3 separate regions of the Zea mays genome follow, and regions 2 and 3 are each linked to region 1. Evidence: chromatin contacts called from public Hi-C data. All regions are on one chromosome and are shown on one strand. Each heading gives the region's core, a stretch centred on a gene start, on an enhancer-like site or on the middle of the called end of the contact. The rest is flanking DNA. Distances are from core to core; before and after follow the strand shown.

What was found. A called contact is a pair of places that touch in the nucleus more often than the background predicts.
Region 2: a Hi-C map of ear shows a contact between it and region 1, with 2.6 times the contacts expected there. The contact joins the enhancer-like site here to the promoter of LOC100382839 in region 1. A contact is called at or near these places in 2 of 25 Hi-C or Micro-C datasets (bundle sheath and ear).
Region 3: a Hi-C map of leaf shows a contact between it and region 1, with 7 times the contacts expected there. The contact joins the enhancer-like site here to the promoter of LOC100382839 in region 1. A contact is called at or near these places in 17 of 25 Hi-C or Micro-C datasets (bundle sheath, ear, endosperm and 6 more) and 1 of 3 datasets of contacts at active chromatin or transcription factors (leaf).

The regions. Positions count from the first base shown.
Region 1 is chr5:44,888,732-44,892,476 of Zm-B73-REFERENCE-NAM-5.0, forward strand. It overlaps LOC100382839, which reads right to left and starts at 2,143. Exons shown (of 3, transcript NM_001175536.1): 1 at 1,816-2,143. The coding sequence starts at 2,017.
Region 2 is chr5:44,606,290-44,610,034 of Zm-B73-REFERENCE-NAM-5.0, forward strand. No RefSeq gene overlaps it. Among protein-coding and RNA genes, the nearest start is that of LOC109939473, 15 kb to the right of the region's middle. Within about 2 kb of position 1,577, at least 4 of the 20 cell types and tissues checked have an H3K27ac peak or open chromatin away from gene starts, as enhancers often do. A contact at or near this core is called in ear, where this site is marked.
Region 3 is chr5:45,161,659-45,165,403 of Zm-B73-REFERENCE-NAM-5.0, forward strand. No RefSeq gene overlaps it. Among protein-coding and RNA genes, the nearest start is that of LOC100304398, 86 kb to the right of the region's middle. Within about 2 kb of position 2,138, at least 17 of the 20 cell types and tissues checked have an H3K27ac peak or open chromatin away from gene starts, as enhancers often do. A contact at or near this core is called in ear, leaf, leaf mesophyll and 3 more, where this site is marked.

The DNA of each region.
Region 1 (3,745 bases), core at 893-3,392:
ACCTGTTACTTATTAAACTAACAGACAAGAAGGTTAATAATAATTACTTATATTAGATGTAAACAGGCGGAATACGTACAATCAACAATAAACACAATCATTAATCTGCTTATAGATAAAAGAAATTTGTAAACCCAGCTGAGCCAACACGTATTCATTAATTTAGTGTAATGGGGAGAGGGAATCAAGGCAGAATTAAGAAAAAAAATATATGTTATTCATGAATTGAATAAATATCTTATTTTATTTTGACAAGAATTTGTGGCGCAGTATTCTACTAATAGCAAAGTGAGAGGCCTTCTTTTGGTGTTTGTCCCCATCCATTTGGCTGTTAATTCCCTTCAAGGATGAGGCAAAGTGAGAGAATATTTGATAGCATGGCAGCAACAGGGACAGATGAGGGATAGAATGCCAAGATGGGGCCAAACAAAGTCTTGGCAGTGCGAATACCCTTCTGTTATATGAGGAAAGGAAGGCGACAAGGGAGGCAGCAGGCAGCAGACAAGACGTGTGAAATTATAGTTCTCGGTAGATTTTCTGGATGCAGCGAGCATATATATAGGTTAAACAGCTAGCTTAGTGTACTGATCCAGCTGAACTTTTCTTTTTAAAAAAACAAAATACGTACGTGCAAGGATTTGCTTGCAGACTGTCTCGCCTCAGCTATTGTTGCACATATAAATATATATATAGTACATATGTATGTAGCTTAGGTCTGACTCTGATTTTGTTTACGCTTTAGATCATCAAAGACTTCTCAAAAGAAGGAATAAGCTATCCCATAAATACAGCAGCTGCTTATTAAATGCTCCGGAAAAAAGAAAACCGATATGGCATGGGCACACTCCGAAAAGAGGGCGAAAAAGAAAGGGATAAGCGCGACGATTGAATTGAAGGAAAGAAAAGAAAGGGATTCTTGGCAAGTTGATCGGTGAAAGTTGCAGGAGAGGATGTCATGGTCTCTTCGTTCACTTATGGCTCGGAGTGGGACACACAGTTTCAACTAGCATGCACAGTACACTCGTGGTTATTCATGCATCTTGGATTTCGATGCGCCCATGCAATTAATCGAATCAAAAGTACATGGCTGTATGCATGCATGTGTGTAGGAGTATGCTTTTGTGCCATTTGGAGGAGGAACACGCAGGGATGTAGGGAAAAGGAACAAAGAGAATTTTCTTGGAATACATGGCTACTAGTAGAGTAGTAGTAGTCTGGCTAATAATGGAGAGAAGAAGGCATATGGCAGCTGTTTTTTTTTTTTTGAGATCTTATTGGCTAGTACAAGTATAGATGTATATTAGTATATGTATTATTCTTGTAGATCGGTGAGCCAACGACAGCAGGACATGGGCGTGCCATGATTGGCATCCTTATTGCAAACAGACGTGATCACGCCAAGCGTATCCTGGATGATACATGCAAGCCGCCGTGTAGTAGACTTGCTTGTGTATCAGTATGTCGGAACGGATAATCACAGATCGTACAGCTACTTTCTCATTAAAAAAAAATCTTTGATTGGCATAACATAAAGGATTATTTGAGGGACCAATTCAATCATTAGTCATCAGGAACACATAACATAATAACAGATCAGAACCCAAAGAGAATAATTAATAGCGCTCTCACACAGCAGGGGGGATTAATTCAAAAACCCAAGAGGAAGGGAAGGGAAGGGAAGGAAGGAAGAAGAATTCGCTGCGCAATTAAGGACTTGGCAAGGGGAAAAGCTCGATCATATCAATCTTGGCCAGAAATCAAGGACAGGAACAAGCAAGTTATATTAGCATGTGTAGGCGCCGTCGTCTTACATACCGGGAAGGTCCCAGGGCTCGCACTTGTTGAGATCGACGTCGACCATGGTGGGGCAGCCGTAGATGCTCACCACCACAGGGCCTCCGCCGCCGCCGAGCTTCTTGGCCAGGTAGTCCAGCACGAGCTCGTCGTCGCGCGGGTGGAACCTGAACCCCGGAGGCAGGCTGGCCTCCACCATGCTCAGCGACTTGATGGCCATCATCGGCGTCGTCGCGGAGCTATATATATATATACAGCTCTCAAGAACGACCTCGCTCACCGGCGCGCGGCAGCTACGTACAGGTGTGGAGCTGCTTCTACTCCTCCTCCTCCTTCTCCTACCCCTGTATCATAGAAGAGAAATTAAGAAGAAGCTGGAGAGCGGCGAGAGGCGGGCGTTATATAACAGGAGGAGCCCGCGCTGCCGCTGCTGTACGTGGTCAACTTCTGCGGATGCCCTTCTAGTTCTAGAGCGCGTGAGAGAGAGGGCCAGATCGGGGGCTAGCTAGGAGAGAGAGAAAGAGAGAGACTTTTCTTGGGTAGTGTGCCGAAGCCAGGTGGCAGGCTTTGTTAGGCGCGCGGTGAGCTCAGACGGCGATATGTGCATGGTGTCATCATGCTCACTCAGTCATTCCCGCGCTGCTGATGCACGAGCGCGCGTACATACATACATACATACAATACATGCTATGCATTACGTGCAGAGCGGCGGCATGGCCATGCCTCCGACCCCCACCTAATTAATCACCTAACCGCAGATGAAGGCCGACCGATTAGTATCTCCGTCGATCTTCGCTTCGCCGGCCTAATCGATCCGAGAGACGAATTCACTACTCATTGTTCATCTCCGCCACACGGCACACACATGCATGTGTGTACAATTCAGCATGTGGCTGTTGTGCACTCACAAAGTCCGATCCATCCATCCAGGGAATAATGGACGCGTCCACTCACCACTGCACGTATTTATGTCTGTATACGCAGCAAAAAGAACTACTACTATCTCTACTATACCATAAGGGTACAACGAGGGCGTCCACACACCGTGGCGCCCCCGCCTCCACCCGCGCGTCCGCGCCCCTGCCTCCCCTCACTGTGCGTCCGCATTCGCTGATTCCGCCGCCTCCTCCTCCTCCCCTGTGCCCGAGATCTCGCATCCGCTCCAACTATGGAAGGCCACCACGCGCCATGCCCAGCCATCCTCGGATTCCGCTACCCCATCCTCGGATTCCAGGCGTCGTCCACCCCGCGTGCCCCCGCGCGACGACCCCGTTCCTCGCGGCTTCAGCGCCGCGACCGCCGTGCCATCCCCACCCAGCAGCCATCTGCAACCCCAGTCCCATGACTGCCCCCGCCTGAAGACCCAATTCCCCGCGACTTCGGTGACGCGACCATCACGCCATCCCCACCCATCCGCAACCCCGCTCCCTCGCCGCGCCATCCCCACCCATTCCCTGCCGCCCCTCACGTGATCACCCATTCGCGACGGCAAGGTGCACAGCTCCTACGGGCTCCGCCATCAACACCATGGATACACTCCAAGAGGCCCCTTCAGGTGAGCTTCAGTTTCTCCACGGGCAACGGATCTTGATCGGCCTTAGCAGCTTAGGCTAACTACAGCGGGCCCCTCTCCTTCCCCCTCAGCTCCATTAGAGGCTACAGCTGCCCTCTACACTATACAATTGCCTTCCATGCCTTTTGTTCATGTGATTAGGTTGCATATCCTAGCAGGCTAGCACGCCAATGTGCTACAAACGCTTTCGCCCAATGTTAGGATGCGTGTTTGAGTTTTTCAGAGAGATCCATGTTGACCGTATAAACTCCTTGAGCTGACATACTTATTTTGGATTATAAATGCTATTCAACTTTAGTTGAAATGTGAATTGTTTGAATGTAGCAGACCTGTTAATTTTGAAAGCCATTATATTGCTAAAATTGTAGGCAACAGACG
Region 2 (3,745 bases), core at 327-2,826, 280 kb before region 1:
TTTTGCCAAAAGTCAAAATATTAAAGTCATAGAGTTTTCTAAACCAAAAAAGTTTCATGTGTGGATATTTCCAAATTTTATAGCAAAAAGTGAAGAAACACTTGAAAACAAGTTTTGACCTAGGGTTTTGAATTCTTAAAAACTTTAGCAGCTAACCATCCTGGGGCCCTTGTAACTTCTGATTTATAGACAGTTTGAAAGCGGTCACTGTAGCAAAGCTGTAGAATTACACTAAGTGCATAAATTTGATTAAGTTACTCAGCCCTAAAACCATATGGAACTGTTTGTAAACCTTGTTCCAAAGTGGAATGTTTAATCCAAAGTGGAATGTTTAATCCTAGAATTTAAGAACCTCAGTTTTTGCAGTGTGAAGCCACTTTGGAGGCTTGTTAATAGCTAATCTATACAGTTCTAGACCAAGGTTACTGTAACAAAGTGGAAGACCACATATTGGTGTGTACGTTTGGTAAAGAGTCCTACCCCTAAAGTCATTTAGAACTGGTAGTAACAGTGGTCCAAAGATCCAATGTCTTAATCTGGATATCAAACTTAGTACAATTTCAGAGGCTGAATTTGTGTGTTCGGTACAACTTTGGGGGTTCTTTGTGAGATATCTATGAGGTATTCAGCTATACTCTTAGTAGAAAATTTGAAGAGCATACATTAGTGACAAGGTTTTTTAAGGGAAGGTGGCTTGGTACTACATAAAAAGGAGAATAAAGCTTGCTTGAAAGAGGGCTGTCAGGTGTTATTATTGCCTGACTTCAGACATCAGTAACCATGACAGTGAGTTCTTGGTCACTTTGGGGCCCTGTAGATGTTGATCAATAATGTTTTGGATCAGGGTGCTTGTGTCAAGTTGGTAGTACATAGTAAGGAGAACAAACTTCTTATAGGTTGTAAGGCTTGGTACTACACCAAAATCAAAAAGAAATCGATGCTAAGATGGACTGGCAGGTTGTAGTAACTGAATTTTGTTCGGTAACTGAAAAACTATATGGCAGTGTGTGGTGTCTAGTTTGGAGCTCTTGTGCTCAATTAGTGTAGTTTTTGGCTGAAGTTTCTATAGTAAGTTGGTCGACTATAGGAAGGAGAACAAGTCTCTAGGAGTGTTGGATCTCGTACTACACAAAATTGTGCGTTGTGTGCTCTCAATTCTGCCTTGTCAGACATGAGGGGTGCAGCTCTGGTTCAGTAGACTGTAGATATGGTTCAGTGTTTTTCTCCAGATTTGGAGCTTTCTGGTGAATGATTGGTGAGATTCTGGTTCATAGTATCTTTAGCAAAAAGTTAGGGGGTTAGTGGGTGAACAAAGTTCATTAAAGATGGTTCCCCTGTTGTTGTTTAATTCTAGGAGAAAAAAGTGGTGAACTTGGTATAGGAGTCGACCTGAACATGTTCAGACGTGAGCAAAAATATCTGCAAGGAAATATCCCTCTCCACTACCGTTTCTACTGGTTTCCAGGGGGTAGTAAATGGATGAGGCCAGGGCTTGGACAGGGCGGGATCACCTGAGGTTGGCTTTGCTGCACCAAGGATAAGAATGGAGAGGAGGGTTCAAGCCAGTTACTGTCTGTCTATCTGTTGGCTTGATGTCCAGAGGGGGTTTGGCCGCAGCTGCTGCCTCCCTGTGCCCCTGCCCTACGTGGTGGCCATGCAATAGAAGTGTACAACATGTTAACTTTATATCCCCTGCTAGGTTCAACTCTGATCGCAACAAACCAAAGGATGGGATGACTTGCTATGGTTTTTGAGGTACAAAGAGAACCCTGCTGTGCTTCTATTATTTCCCTAGCTGGTTCATCGTGTACGGGAAATTGTCAATAAGCCAAAGTCGAGGGGCTTATTTGCTCTTGTCAGTGTCACGGGTATACAGTGCGCGGGACGCAAGTCTGAAATATTCGGGCGCGGGGTTCCCTACTGAAAGGGAAATATGCCCTTAGACCATTTCTATATTATTTTGGTGATTAAATGTTCAACACATTGAGTTATGACTTTAATGAGCTAAGAGTTAAATAGATGCAAATGGAAAAATAAAGGTATGATTCTAACACTTAGTAAATTGTTTTTGGTACTAACTATGTTCTACTAAGTGCTAGAAAACTTCTCAAATCAAGAAAAATTCAAAGGGAGAAGTTTGGCTAAGTTTAGCCAAATCTGCACCAGCCTGTGGTGCATCGGACTGTCCAGTGTGCACCGGACAGTGTCTGGTGCCTAGGTTGGCGCGCTCAGCGAACTGGCCGCTCTCAGGAAAAACTCAGGGCGTCACGACTATAATTCACTGGACTGTCCAGTGTGCTAGCTACGTGCCCAGCTAACGTCGACCGCGCGATCAGCGGGTGACACGTGGCTCTGCCAACGGTCAGAAGGTTGCACCTGATTGTTCGGTGTGCCACAAGACCAGTGGCTGGCAACGGTCAGCTTCGCCAGAAAAGGAAAGAAACCAGGCACTGTTCACTGTCCGGTGATGCACCAAACTGTCCGGTGCGCCCACGGACAGAATGCAACCAGAGCCTTCCAAATAGAACTCAAACGACTCCTAGCTCCCTTGGGGCTATAAAAGGGACCTCTAGGCGTGGAGCACTACACCAAGCATCCATTGAACATCCTACAACACCTAGACTTCGCAAGCACTCATTCGATTCATTGATATAGAGATTTGAGCATTTCTTTGAGTTGTAACTCCACTGCGTTGTTTTGTGTGCTCAGTTCTTGACTTGTGTGCGTGTTGTTGCTGCGACTCTAGTTCTTGTGTGTGTTTCTATTCCCTCCCTTACTCTTGTGGTTCTTGTGATGAATCTTGTAAGGGTGAGAGACACCAACTTGTGGAGATTCCTCACGAAGGGAATACTTGAGAAAAGGAAGAAAACCATTGTACTCAAGTTTGATCTTTGGATCACTTGAGAGGGATTGGGTGCAATCCTTGACCGAAGGAGGTCACCACAATGTGGAGTAGACATTGACCGAACCATGGGATAAAATCACCATGTCACTTGTGCATCTTTCTATCGTGATTATTTTCTTCCATAGAGTTCTCACTTATTCACTTGCGCTATTGTTCCTAAGTTCAATACATATCCTAAATGAACAATCAAGTGAAGAGTTCTCTTCTCTCTATTCATATCACCTTGGTTTTAATCCCACTAACATTTATTATAAACAAAGTTTGTGTTGTTTAGACTTGATTTTTACAGGATCACCTATTCACCCCCCTCTAGGTGCTCTCAATTGGTATCGGAGCCGTACTCTTCATTCAGGGACTAACCGTTTGAAGAGATGGATCATAAAGACAAGGGAATGGTGATCAACGACAAGGAGAAGGAGACTCTCTATGTTGATGAGCTAAAAGGTGACAAGCCCACCGACTCAGGCTCAAACAACAAGAAGAAAGATGGGAAGAAGAAGAGGCGCTTCAAGAAGATCATCTACTATGAGAGCAAAGCCTCCTCTTCTTCACCAAGGGATGACGATGACAACGACTTGTCCATGAAAAAGAAAAAGGTTAATCAAAATTATTCATTTGATTATTCTCGCATGCCATACAATTCAAATGCACATTTATCGTCTATTCCACTAGGTAACCCCCCACTTTGATGGAGATGACTACTCTTTTTGGAGTCATAAAATGCGTAGTCGTTTATTCTCTCTCCATTTGGGAAATAGTTGAAAATGGAATGCATTTTGATAGTTGTGATAATCTCGTATTTGTTCATGAGCAAATTCATAAGAATGCCCAGGCTACTAC
Region 3 (3,745 bases), core at 888-3,387, 270 kb after region 1:
CGCATGCACGCTCATACTCCGGCAGCGGGAGGAGGGAGGAGAAGCTAGCTTGACCGATTCGTGGATCCTGTTCAGGGTCGCCCCGCCCGTGCAACTGATTGGCCGCGGCTGCATCAGACCGATCGATCGCCGGACGCAACCCATGCATGTCTGAGCTAAGGTGTACTACGTCGACCATCACACACAGTCGCGCATCTTGGCTCACGCGAGCAAGCAAACGCGGGTGGCAGCCCACAGCGATGGCGACCCTGGATGGCCAAGGAATCTAGCTCGTCCTGTCGTTCCACGTACATACGATGGCGATGGCGATGGCGGCATGCATCTCATTACGCGCGCGGATCAGAGCACGCGATTTTAGTACCTGGTGGCGGCAAGCTGATCGATTTTCATTTCGCAAGACCGTGGTAAAACAATTTCAGAGGCAGACGTATCTGTAGTCCGCCTGCGTTAAACGCTGAAGGGTAACGGAGGAGGCGGACGATATAAGGCGACCACTTGTGTAAATAGAGGCGGTTGTGTTAAGTGGCCCGCCTCCTTTAAACAATACACTGAGCCGGACACATATTAAGAAAACCCGCCTATGTTAATATAGATTAATAGAGGCGGGTTTTTTCTAAGACAACCGCCTTCGTTTTTAAATTGCCTGCCTCTATTAATCAATGCCTATAGAACATCCTAGCCACCTTCTTGTTATAAATATGCCCTAGAGATAATCATAGAGATGGAACATATTTCTTTGTATTCATGATATATATATTGCTTAATTCTATGGTTATTATAAATGGTGTCCTTGGTCAGAGTCGATGACTAGCATATGTATTAGTTGATGACTATATTTCATAAGTCATAGACATTTAGATGTCAAACTAATAATGTGGGCGCATGTATGACATGACGCTGGACCGACCCAACGTGAGAAATTGTAATATAGTTCTCTTTTTGCAACATGTACATTGTGCACTTAGACCTGAGATTGTCTCATATTCTCAAGATGTGAACTGGCCTACTTAGGGATTGTCAAACGCTACTCTGTAACTGGGTAATTATAAAGGTAGTCTTGGATTTGTCAGGAACCATGTTGTGAGGCATGGTCAGTCAAGATGAAATTTGTCCCCCTCTTCTTGAGAGAGATATATTTGGGCCCATAGAGTGATTGGAACAAGAAATGCATGGCCATACTAGGGTTGAGTGTTAACCTTGAAAGGATTTTAATTCATAGTATCGAGAAAGAGAGGTCAGCTTAGAGCCAAAACAAATATCGTGAGACAAAGGGAACAATATGTACATAATGTTGTAATTGTTCGTCTGATATAATATTTACGTGCGTATAGGAGTTGACACGTCTTGCTAGAGGACGTTGTCAATTAATGGGTCAAGTACGAGTACTCGGACTATGTCTATGTGTACGTGAACATATATGGTCACACACTTAACGGGAAGAAGCCTAACTCGGATTGGATCCAAAATTAGACTGGGTGTTAGTGTTGCTGATAGGCCTTGGAGTCAGAAGCCCACAAGAACACCTATATAATGAGGAGCGGAGCATGCTTAGGGTTAACTCTAATTCGCGACCAGCAAACCAGCAGTTGCACCTCTCTGTACACGGCGCTTCCTCTGGATACCTAAAAAATTTAGAGGTCTCTAATTTAACAGCTCGCTTTTTTTATAGCACGTAGCAGAAACCAAAATCCCAGTCTGGATCGAGACATCAGGAGTTTCTGGCGTGTTTGCAGGCTCAAAGATTAAAAAAAACTTCAAGGCCTGGTAAGGCCCATGTCTGTAAAAGGCCAGCAACACTTGCGGCCTCCATGCTCGTCCCCTCCTGGGCTATTTTGGCGAGGCTCAAAACAGCACGCTTAATTAACGCTCGTCGTGACTCGTGACCAGTCACGGTCACACTAACAAATCCGCGAAGCTAGCTCAGGCACGTCGGTCGTACGTACGTACGTAGCTCGTAGTAGAATGAAGGAAACACTCGGTCGGTCCAGCGTGTGGTGTGGAGCAGCGTCACGCGTCGTCGTACGTACTCACTGCGCTAGCTAGCTAGCTAGGTGCACAGCATGCGCCGTACGTACGCGTACACGGTACGGTCGTCACGTACGCAACTGTACATGTTACCTGGCAGAGAGTGGCATCACGCACGCATGCAGCCTGCAGCATGGGACATAAAACTATTTAGCCAGCGGTGGTGCAGTGCAGTGCAGTGCAGGCCGGGGGGAGCGGGGCCTCCGTTTGGCTCATCGATCTCACCGGAGGCGACATAACACTGTGCATATCGCCAGCAGTGAGCGGGCCGACGGAAGCCGCCGAGCATATATGCATGGCTTCGCCTTGGGCTTGGCTTGTCACGAACAAGAGCTGCCTCCTGATGATCCAAGTGTACTATGCTGCGCTGCTGGCTGTGCTGTAGATGTGTAGGGCTGGGCGGCTGGCGATCGATCGATCCTGTGGCCTGCTGTCCTCGGCATGTGAGATCCAATGCGGCCGCTGAGTTTCCTACCGGATCGATCGAGAGCGTATCACATCCGCATGTGACTGACAGGAGGACAGCCACAGGAACGAACGCAGGGAAGCCGGGCTGGGGGACCACGCCACCATGCCATTGCTTGCTTGCATTTGGCACCCGCGTGGTTCGGTTCCTCTAGTCATCCACGGCCTCCGAACCACCGGCTAGGCTCGCCCTGCCCATCCATGATCCACTTGGACCCCGGAAATCGACCACGACCAGCCGCGCCAACCAACCTGGCACACTGGAGCATGCATGCGGAACGCGCGCGCGCCGAGACGGGGGGGCCGGTGGAGGATCACATGCGTATACGCCTATGCCTATACGGGGAACGGTAGTCGAAGCGGGCCAAGGATGGATCGGGGATTTCTGCCGGAAACACAACAACACCGTGCGGGCCGAGGGATCGGGGGAAGCCAGCGGCAGCGGCAGAGGCAGAGGCAAGCCACAGCTGCCTGCCTCCCTGCACTGCACACTTGGCTCTGGCTGGCTGGCCGCCGGCCTCGATTACAGACAGACAGGCCGGTCCAGTGAGCTAGGAGAGCAAGGAACTTAGGTAGCGTTTGGTTGAAGAGCCAAGTAGAACGGAACCGTTCTGTCCAAGTTTTGTTGTTGTTTGGTTACAAAGTAACTAGAACGGAATGACTCCAATTAGGGAATATTCTCCTCAGATCCGGAACCATTCCGCTCCAAAAAATCAATGGGACGGAGCCGCTCCGTTCCAATCCCGCTCTCACAGTCACGCTCCGTTCCGTTCACTCTACAACCAAACAAAAAACAGAACTGCTCCGTTCCAGATTACCAAACACAGAACAGAGCGGCTCCGTTCCTAGAATCAGGGATGGAACGGCTCCGTTCTACTTAGCTCTTCAACCAAACACTACAAGGGCGGCCACATGGCTCGAGTGGCCACGGATGCCTACCTAGCCTATGCGTCTAGGGCGTGTATATCATATGGTCTCCGCTCTCCGCCAGTGTACATGTACCAGAATCCGAATCCACAGGATAAAAACAAATGCCGTGCGCTTGGATCCATCAGGCCTCCGCTGAATCGGGCACGTTCAGTTGAAAAAAAATAATATATGTATTATATTTATCGACTGGCGCTCCAAGGCTAGCCTAGCTATACATCCTACGGTTTGCATGCAGAACGGACAGCAGCCTCATCATGCCATCAGGCCGGCCGGCTGCTCTGTACTGTACTTACTTATCTCGCGGTCTCCAAACGTCGTGTTGTGT